2 separate regions of the Mus musculus genome follow, and region 2 is linked to region 1. Evidence: chromatin contacts called from public HiChIP or PLAC-seq data. All regions are on one chromosome and are shown on one strand. The core of a region is the stretch at or near the end of the contact, and the rest is flanking DNA. Distances in the headings are between cores, read along the strand shown. Region 1 has its middle 21 kb from the start of Bicral. Region 2 holds the start of Prph2 (peripherin 2).

Evidence for each region. HiChIP or PLAC-seq counts read pairs in DNA pulled down with a chosen protein or histone mark.
Region 2: a contact with region 1 is called in an H3K27ac HiChIP or PLAC-seq map of embryonic stem cells, with 10 read pairs. The contact joins the promoter of Prph2 here to the enhancer-like site in region 1. A contact is called at or near these places in 4 of 39 promoter capture datasets (the 3T3-L1 cell line, the SN4741 cell line, cancer-associated fibroblasts and 1 more), 71 of 484 Hi-C or Micro-C datasets (3T3-L1-derived adipocytes, the C10 cell line, the C2C12 cell line and 46 more), 21 of 115 datasets of contacts at active chromatin or transcription factors (CD8 T cells, the HPC-7 cell line, the SCID.adh cell line and 16 more) and 3 of 9 other capture datasets (adipose tissue, liver and pancreatic islet).

Annotation. Positions count from the first base shown.
Region 1 is chr17:46,850,434-46,855,322 of GRCm38.p6, forward strand. It overlaps a transcript of Bicral not described here. Among named protein-coding and RNA genes, the nearest start is that of Bicral, 21 kb to the left of the region's middle. Within about 2 kb of position 2,483, at least 95 of the 459 cell types and tissues checked have an H3K27ac peak or open chromatin away from gene starts, as enhancers often do. A contact at or near this core is called in the C2C12 cell line, the G1E-ER4 cell line, the HPC-7 cell line and 18 more, where this site is marked.
Region 2 is chr17:46,909,193-46,914,661 of GRCm38.p6, forward strand. Prph2 (peripherin 2) reads left to right here and starts at 1,286. Exons shown (of 3, transcript NM_008938.2): 1 at 1,286-2,085. The coding sequence starts at 1,505.

The DNA.
Region 1 (4,889 bases), core at 1,233-3,732:
CTGGTAGCAATCAAAGGCCTGTAACTCCAACTCCAAAGGGTCTTCGAAGTCCTCTTCTGGCCTCCGAGGGCACTGCATGCATGTGGTGCACATACATAAATAAACGCAGGCAAAACATCTAGACACACAAAATAAAAATAAGATCTCAAAAAACAAAGCAAAACCACAAAAACAAAAACATACTTTTAGTCAGGCATAAGTGCACTCCCAGCATTCAGGATGCTGAGGCAGGAGGACTTTTTTGAGCCCAGTCCTCTTGTATGAAATGAGTTCTAGGCCAGCCAGAGCAACAGAGTAAGTCTTTGTCTCAAAACAAAACAGGGCTGGGAATGCACATGTGAAAATCACGCCTGAGGCCCAGGCCTGCTCTCCAGCAAACACAGATAAACTGTCAGCTCAGGCCCGGAATGACACCTAGTATCCCAATCACCTTACTGCCAGGAGCTCCCCTTCCTAGGAGCACTGAGGATAACCTAGTCCTGAGGAGATAGGAGTCTGCTCCGGCATGTGTCGAGGCTGGTGTCAGGTTCATGGCCGCTCGTTTCACCACTGAACCTCCTCACCCCAGCAGCCTTGACTTTATTTTTTAAAAAGAACCAAAACAGCTGGGCAGTTGTGGTGCACGCCTTTAGCACTTGGGAGGCAGAAGCAGGTGGATTTCTGAGTTCGAGGCCAGCCTCGTCTACAGAGTGAGTTCCAGGACAGCCAGGGCCACACAGAGAAACCCTGTCTCGATCCCTCTACCCCAAACAAAACAACCCCCAAAACTCTGTTGTCCAAGCTCTCGCTCTCCTAAAGTGATCCTTACTTCAGCCTCGGACCCTGGGTCTTTTCAGCCAGCACCACAGGACAAGTGCCATCATGCCTGGTCAAGGTCAATTTTAACTTGCTAGACCTCAGAAATCTCAGCTGTATACAGCTGTACTAGTTGTAGATTAAACAGTTTAGTATAAATGCCAAAATGTAATAATTCAGGGACTCTTCCCAAGGGACCTTAGGTAGGTCATTGACTCTTTTCATAATACAGAAACTAGGGATGGACCTTCAGCAATATCTTCAGACAGGATCTCACCATGTAGCCTAGTTTGGCCTAGAACCCAGTGTAGTTCACACTGGCCTCAAATATAGAGATCCTCTTGCTTCTGCCTCCCTGAGAGCTGGGATTAAAGGTGTGTGCCACTGTACCCACCGACTTTAACATGTATTGAAAGGCCATCAGGGTGTGAAGCAGGATAAAAGTGAGACAAATAATATTTGTGAAATGTTTACATTCTAGCCAGGAACAAAGTTGAACTCCTGATGATGTAAGGAAGTTGGATTTGGTGGACCTGAAATAAGCCACTTTGAGAGGCAACACCTATCCTGACTTAAGAGCTTTGGTTCTTCTAACGCAGTGTTTGATGTGTTTGTAGCCAGTGAGCCAAAGAAGCCACAAGAACAGGAAGTGTTCAATTTACAACTTTATTAAGAAATTGATAATTAAACAAGTCACACCCTTTCAAGAGTGTCTAGGACTAAGGGAGCCCTTGGGACTTTCCTGAATGGAAGCACTGGAGGGAAGGGAGAGAGGACAGTAAAGACCCAGCGGCCCCACCCAGCATCCCATCCCAAGGCATCCTTCAAGCATCTTTATTAACACTACTTGCTGGGAGAGCTCTGCTCATCCCACATGCTGCTGCTTAGTGGCTGTTTCTCTTCCCCACTATTTCCATCCAACTAAGACACCTCCCAGGAATGCATCCTTTCTCCCTATATTCAGGCCTTCTTAACCTCCATCCCTAACAAATGGCCCTGCATCTTCTAAGCCAGTTACAGTAATCAATTTTGAATGCCTTTTTTCTTTTCTTTTAAAAAGATTTATTATTATATCTAAGTACACAGTAGCTGTCTTCAGACGCACCAGAAGAGGGCGTCAGATCTCATTACGGATGGTTGTGAGCCACCATGTGGTTGCTGGGATTTGAACTCGGGACCTTTGGAACTGCTGAGCCATCTCTCCAGCCTCCCCCACCCCCCCCTTTTTTTTTTAAAGATTTATTATATGTAAGTACACTGTAGCTGTCTTCACACACCCCAGAAGAGGGCATCAGATCTCATTACTGATGGTTGTGAGTCATCATATGGTTGCTGGGATTTGAACTCAGGACCTTCAGAAGAGCAGTTGGCGCTCTTAACCTGCTGAGCCATCTCACCAGCCCCCCCCCCTTTTTCCCTAATTTCCCTCTACTGTTATTCTGTAGCCAGTTCAAGGGACACGAACCTAAGAAAAAGTACTACCAGCTGCCTCAAAGAGGAGCCAGCTGGTTAAGGGTTTTATACATTTCCACTGGCATCCTTTGGATACTTTCTTCCCTCAACACCTCTCCCTCTCCCCAGTGCAACTGTGCAAAGGTCAAAAAGTCAAACTGGGGCTGGGAAACAGCACAGCAGTACAGAGCTCTCAGTGCGCAGACTCAGGGCTCCAGGCAGCAGCCTGCAGGTGTCTTATGTCCCACTTGCCCTGCAGCCCGAGATGACCAACAACTTCCTTCTGAAACCAGCCGCCACCTGTTCTTCCTGCAAGATGCTGGCCATGCGTGAGAGCACCACAGCCTGCCCTCCATCCCCGCCTCCGAGGTTTCACTCCCTCTAACTCCTGCTCTTCTTTTCTGCCTTCACTCCACTCTCCTCCCACCCTGATAAACCTTGTTCTTAGATCTGAAATTCTTTGTCCTTTCTCAAGAATCCTGCCCCTTTATCAGACTTGCTGTTTTATTAATCTCTCCCTCTTGGGTAGATACTCTCAGCTCATGTGAAAATGTTGGAAAATGGCTCTGGAGGTAAAGTGCCTAAGCCTTGGGTTTGATCTCCAGAACCATGTTAAAGATGAAAGACTTGACAGACCTACACACACACATTCTCTCCCCACACCAAGTACTCAAAATGAGGCTGTAACCCCGCTGCAGTATTTACTCCCCACTCTTTGAGCCCAGCCCTTCAACTCACACGGCAGAGAAGCTGCTTGTCAGATGGGTGGGCATGCCGCCACGGCCTAACTCCTCAGCATTCCACTGGGCACACTACTGTCCTTGCACAGCTTGGTCCACTTCTGTGCTCTCACATGACTTGGGCTGCTCCCAGGACACACCCACCAGCCAGTGACTTCTAACAGCTCAATTTTGGTACCCAACAAGTGGCATATGAATCCTGTCACCATCCCTTGCCAGCTAGTCCTCTTCTGGTCGTCTCCAAATTCTAAGTGGCACCGTCAGCCACTCAAAGCTTGGCCCATAAATGAGAAGCATAAATGAGAGGCATTCTTTTTTTTTTTTTTTTTTTTTTTTTTGGTTTTTCAAGACAGGGTTTCTCTTTATAGCCCTGGCTGTCCTGGAACTCACTTTGTAGACCAGGCTGGCCTCGAACTCAGAAATCTGCCTGCCTCTGCCTCCCGAGTGCTGGGATTAAAGGCGTGCGCCACCACGCCCGGCTGAGAAGACATTCTTGATTCCTTCCGCTCTTGCAGGACCAGACTACAGTGCAAACCTTTCTAATCCCTACCTTTTACACAGCGGTCAAATCGTCTATAAAGAACATGAGCACTTCTGCACTGGTAGTCCTAGGACTAGGAAACTGAGGCAGGAGGATCACATGAACACAAAACTTGAGCCCAAGCAATTAAGCACGACTATGATACTGAAGTTTCAAAACAAAAATCCTCCGCAGTGGATTGCTCGTTAGCAATGCTTGCAGCCCTGAGTTCAAATCCCCACCCTACTCCCTTAGACCATAGCTTCTCACTGCAATTAGGACAAATCTAAGAATTCCCTAAGTGGCCTAATCACAGCAGCTCCAGAGAAGCTCGGCAGCCTTCGCTCCCTTTCAGTCTGCTCTACACAGGCGGCTTGGAACGACAAACCCTGCTTCTGAGGTGGCTAGCACAGCTCATGCCTTCGGAGAAACTTACTAGGCAGCAAGGGCTACTCCCAACTCATATGAAACCTCCAGCTTACAGGTTTTCTCCCACTGGCTGTGAATTCCATGAGTTCAGATGTCTTGTTTTAAATTCCACTCACCACTACTTTTAATGATTCTTTCCCTATAAACTAGACTATTTTAGAGAAACCACGGTTTTAAAAGCTTTTGGGCTTTGTGTCCACATGCAAGTGAAAACCTTTTAAGCTACACAGCTATCCTGTCTACTCGGCTTGGCTGGACTTGAAGGCGGGCAGTTACTGGCCTATCTGATTTCTCTCTAGCTCGGTGTCCTATCTTAATCTTTCCTCTTGAGTCACCTTGAATTCTAGGAACAAACAGGACTGATAACATCCCTGTGGCAAGGGCCTCCAGGGGCTGTGGGCCTGCAGGGCTGGGGCTGCCCGGATCCGGGATGAGGTGGCTGCTTGGAGCACAAGCCACTAGTTTCTCGGGAACCAGACTACACGGGGAACCGGACTCCTTCCTTCCACCTCCACCTCCTGCTTTCCTGGCCATTTTTCCTGTGTAACATCAAAACCCGCTGAGGATGGAATTCTGGGTAATGTCAGTGCCTGCAAGAAGGGTTTGATAAGTCTCTTGACCTGTCCCTAGTCTCAATGAGGCCACAATGTGTCAGCTTTTCACCCCTACTCCTCTTTTATTGGTGTACCTAGACCAGCGTGGAGTCTGGCCTGTTGGTAGGGCCAGAGCCAGGGCTTTTGCCCTAAGTACTCCAGTAATAGGGCCACAGAGATGGCCGAGGGGAAAGGTGATTCACTGTAAGCCCAACGACCCGAGTTTAATCCTCAGGACCCATGTGGTAGAAAGGAAATGTAATTTAAAAAACCCTCCAGTAACACTCAGAAGCAGACTCAGTACTAAGATTTAAAAATCTCATGATATCTAAATTCTCTACAAAAAAAAAAAAAGCTTTA
Region 2 (5,469 bases), core at 36-2,535, 58 kb after region 1:
GCTCTTCCAGAGGTCCTGAGTTCAATTCCCAGCAACCACATGGTGGCTCACAACCATCTGTAATGAGATCTGATGCCCTCTTCTGGTGTGTCTGAAGACAAGTACAGTGTACTTATATATAATAAATAAATCTTAGAAAAATATCTACTAATTAGAAATGACAATTAACTGGCGTGGTGATGCTGAGATTGGAAGATTTCTTCAATTTCGAGGAGGCCAGCCTGGTATAGTAATATGAGGGCTCTAGGGAACTTGTCTTAACAAGGAAAAACACGACAGAAAAACCCACCCCAAACAGCAACAAAACATAGCAGACTCACTCCCTAAGGCTTCCCATGCCCCTTGCTGTGACCACAGTGGCAGATGTATTGCTCCTTTGGTTGATTCTTTGTTTGCTTGTTTGTTTGAGATAGGCTCTCAAGCAGCTCCCACTGACCTTGAACTTGCTACAAGTAGCCATGTGTGCTACTGTACTCCTTTAGTCCCTGCACTCAAGAGGCAGAGGCAGTTGGATCTCTGTGCATTTGAAGCAATCTGTTCTACAAGGTGAGTTTCAGGCCAGCCCTGGGCTACAAAACGAGACCCTGTCTAAAATAAAAACAAACTCACAAAACACCCAACCACCAAGATAGGGCTGGAATCTGGAATTATTTGTTTGTGATCTTTAGTTTGAGACAAGGTTTCTCTGTGTAGCCCTGGCTGGCCTGGAACTCCTTTGTAGACCAGGCTGGCCTGGAACTCAGATATGCCTAACTCTGCTTCCCTAGTGATAGGATTGACAGTGTGGGCCACTGCTGTCTTTGTTTGTAATCTTAACACATGTGAATGCTGGTTTTGCCTGCGTGTAGGTCTGTGAATCATTTATGTGTCTGGGCTCATGGGAGCCAGTATTGGGTATCAGATCCCCTAGAACTGAGTTACAGATGGGGGTGAGCTTTTGTGTGGGTGCTGGGAACCAAGTCTGAACTCTCTGTAAGAGCAGTCAGTGCTCTTAACCACGGAGCCATCTCTCCAATCCCCTCTCTTGGCCTCAGACTCACAGACCCAAAAGAACCTCACTGAGGCGTGCAGGAACTGCCCAGCCTATTCTTTTAGCCAGCCTCTGTCCTTTTGGCTCTGGATTCTTGAGCTGAGCTGGGTCCAGCATGTATATACACGGAGACTCCTCCTGGCCATGTTTTGTATTGGCATAGCTTTGTCTAATGGGATGACCCTGGCTAAAGAGATTAGTGACTGCGTTGTGGATCCCACTTTTTAATCTGCAGTGTTCGGACTGTCCCTCCTTGGCTGGGAAGGACTCTGCAGATACGGCGGCCTAGATTAGCTCCGGCTACCGTTACTGAGTTAACGGGGATCCCAAGCTAGGGAGGCCCCAAAATGGGCAACTCCCTGCAGCTTGGGCCCATGGTGCTCTTCCCTAGACCCTAGCGGTCCAGCCCCGGAGCTCACTCGGATTAGGAGTGGAAGCTGAACCGTGGGAGGCTGCTGAACGCACTCGGTAAGCATGGCGCTGCTCAAAGTCAAGTTTGACCAGAAGAAGCGGGTCAAGTTGGCCCAGGGGCTCTGGCTTATGAACTGGCTGTCCGTGTTGGCCGGCATCGTCCTCTTCAGCTTGGGGCTGTTCTTGAAGATTGAACTTCGCAAGAGGAGCGAAGTGATGAATAATTCTGAGAGCCACTTTGTGCCCAACTCCCTGATAGGGGTGGGGGTCCTGTCCTGTGTCTTCAACTCTCTGGCTGGGAAGATCTGCTATGATGCCCTGGACCCGGCCAAGTACGCCAAGTGGAAGCCCTGGCTGAAGCCGTACCTGGCTGTCTGCATCTTCTTTAACGTCATCCTCTTCCTGGTGGCTCTCTGCTGCTTTCTGTTGCGGGGCTCCCTGGAGAGCACCCTGGCTTACGGACTCAAGAATGGGATGAAGTATTATCGGGATACGGACACCCCCGGCCGGTGCTTCATGAAAAAGACCATCGACATGCTCCAGATTGAGTTCAAGTGCTGTGGGAACAACGGCTTCCGGGACTGGTTCGAGATTCAGTGGATCAGCAATCGCTACCTGGACTTCTCCTCCAAGGAGGTCAAAGAGTGAGTAGCCACCGCTCCGACCCAGGTCTTCGATTTCCCCAGCCTGCCCAGTCCCCCTTTCCCTCTACTGAGTATAGAACGGATGTCTGGGTGAGGGGCACTATACTGGACCATTGTGACATTGCCAGCAGCCTGGTTCGTCTGGTCCTCAATGGTGGCAACCTCATTTGGTTCAGCTTCACATCGGGCAGAGGCGGGGCAAAGGTGTGGAGTGATAAGCTAAGATAGATGGGAATTACCAGGAGAGCCAGAACACAGGCCCCTTCCTACAGTAAGAATGGGGTCTTCAGAGCTCACGCTATTCCCCCCCACCCCCGTACTTATCTTGTTCTACCTGAGGTTGCGCCTGTCATAGAACTGACATTTCCTGGTTTGCACCTTAGTTTCCTAAGCTTTTGACAAGGCCAAAGGTGCCTATGGGAGTCTGTGCTTGGATATGGTGACTTATCTTCCTGTTATGCAGGGTGGGAAGCAGGCAAGCAGCTCTGGGTTGTGCTTCTTTCTGGTGTTGCGTCCCCTACCCATCTTTCAAGGAAAGATACTGGAATGTGTGATCCTGGAGTACTTTGCCTGGTCTGTCTATGCCTGGTATATAGCAGGTGTTAGTTAAATGCCTGCTTGTTCTGGTCTTTCTCTTTCTTCCTTTTTTTAAAAAAATTTTTTTTTTATTTATTTTTTTAGGGTTGTATGTAGTTTGGCTGCCTGGAACTCCTTATGTAGACTACACTAATCTTGAATTCAGAGGGATCCTTCTATTTCTGCCTTTCAAGTGCTGGGATTAAAGGCATGTGCCACCATGCCTGGTGTGTTGTTATCTGTGTGCGTGTATACAGTGTGCGCAGAGGGCAGGGGATGGCTGCAGGGAGTCCGTTTTATCTTGGCGTGGTGGTCCCAGCACTTCCTCTCAGGCGGGCATTCGCAGCATGGCAAGCCCCGCTATCCACAGAGCTGTTTTGTTTGCTGGCACAGCACAGCTAAGGTTTCCCAAGGTACGCTTGGTACGTGTGAAGATGAAGCTCTGTGGTGGGGAGGGCTCAGGGAGAATGAGCCTCCACGTCAGCTCAGGCTACTCTTCCCAGAGGATGCTCTCCAGGGAGGGGCGTGCTCTGTGACATGCCCTGGCTGACACCCCAGAGGCTCCTGGGCAGCTGGCATCTAACTTAGACCAGGCTTTGCTCCTCGGGTGGAGGGAGGCCCAGTGAAGGTCACGGCTTGGCTGTCATTTTCTCTGTGGAAGGAGATTACAGCCACAAATCCCCAGGCAAGGAGAGGATTGTGACCAGTTCTGCCCTTCCGATGACAGACAGGGCAGGAGGGCGGGATTTGCATGAGTCAGCTGGGAGGAAGTGAAGCCAGGAAATAAGTAGCCCCTTGGACACAAGAGAGGACAACACTAAAACCAGGTGGAAGAGGCTCTCACCCATCTCTGCCACTTTTCTCTTTTCTTTTTTCTAACTGTGGACTCCGGATGGAGTCGCTTCTTTTTTCTCCTTTTCAAATTGACCGAGTTTCACAGGTGTCTGATGTATTTTAATCCCTTCCACCCTATGCCCTTCTAACCCCCACCTTACCCTCCCTCCCTCCCTCCCTCCCTCCCTCCCTCCCTCCCTCCCTCCCTCCCTCCCAGGTTTAAGTTCTCTCTCTCTCAAATAAATGGAGTCTAGTTACTGCTCTAGGTATGTGCACGAATGTCTGGCCATCTACCAGAGCATGAATAGTCTATCAGAGCCCACACCCCTGAGGAAAACTGCCCCCCAGTCCTGGCTGGCAGCCATTAGTTGTCAGTCACTCCTCAGTGAGAGGAGTTCCTGTCCACATCCACCTCTTCAGGCTTGGTTTCTCACAGGTCTCATGCATGCAGTCAAAAGCTGTGAACAGTTTATAGATGCCCTTGCCCTTCGGTGTCTAGAAAGCACTGGCTTCCTGTAGCCGTCCACTGGGTCTCGTGTGCTCTGTCTCCTTCCCCCAGGGCGATCCCTGAGCCTTGGGAGGACAGGGTGTGATAGAGATGTTCCACTGAGGGCAGAGCATTCTGCAGTCTCTGGTTTCTGCCCTTGGCCAGTCTCGAGCCTCTGGCGCTCACTGTCTACTGTCAGAGCCTTTCTGCTGGAGGTTGAGAACGCTCCCATGTGGGGTAATAAGTCCTTAGGAGTTGGTTTAATACCATGCTCACTCGGCAGAGCAGTAGTGAGTCCTCCCCTAGGGACTCTTTCCTTTCCCCACTCATTGATAGGGACCTACATAACCCAGGGCCTGGGGCACGCTAAGCAACTGCTTTACCACTGATCCACCTTCTCAACAGCTGCCCTCCTGCCTACCTGCTTTCCTCCCTCCCCCTCCCCTCCCCTCCCCTCCCCTCCCCTCCCCTCCCCTCCCCTCCCCTCCCCTCCCCTCCCCTCCCCTCCTTTCCCCTACCCTCCCCCTCCCCTCCCCACTCTCCATCCCTCCTTCTCCCTTCCCTCTCTTTCTTCCTCCCTCTCCCTCCTTCCTCCCGCCCTCTCCCCCTCTCCCTTCCCCTTCTTCCTTCTCTTCTTTCTTTCACGCAGGAGGCAGGAGCTGACCTTTCAGCTGCCCCTCCCCCAGTCCTCTCTGTCAGCATCTTGCCTTTCCTTAGAGCCAGTCTTTGAAGAACAATATAAAAGTTTCTTTGTAATTCCAAATTCCTTTTTGCTTTGAGAGTAGAGAAATGATGGGTCATTTCTACTCCCAATGACCAGGGGACCCAAATTTCCAAGTGGACATTTAACTCAGTCAGAACTACTTCGGTGGGACTGGCAAGGTAGCTCAGTGGGTGAAGATTCTTGCTGCTGAGTCTACCAGTGTGACTTCGATGGCACACAGTAAGAGAGCTCACTCTAGCTAGTGTGCCCTGACCTCACAAGCGCTGTGACATGCTTGGGCCCCGCCACAATAAATAGTATGTCTTTAAAAAAGACTTTTAAAATGTACCTCTGTGTACCATACCAACTTGCTGGGACGAAATTATCTTAATCCCACTGTCCTGGAGGGATTTTGCTATTGTACTCTCTGAACATATGATTGACCACAGTAAGAGGTGTGAAAATAGGAAAAGAAGCAAGCAGGTCTCTGAGTTCAAGGTCAATTGGGTCTATAGAACAAGTTCCAGGACAGAGAAACCCTGTCTTGAAAAACAAAAACAAAAACAAACATACAAACAAACTAACGAACAAAAACAATTAAAAAAGGAAGAGGAAATTTGGAAGTTTGTAAAGTTTATTTATTTGTATTTTGAGCCCCCATCCCTGAGAAATAGACTACTTTATTTTCTGGATTTTCAGCAACATTAGGGTATGATTCTGATGGCAGGGATGAGGCCAGAGGGCATGTGACTAGCCACAAAAAGCTTTTAAAAAGAAATTTAAA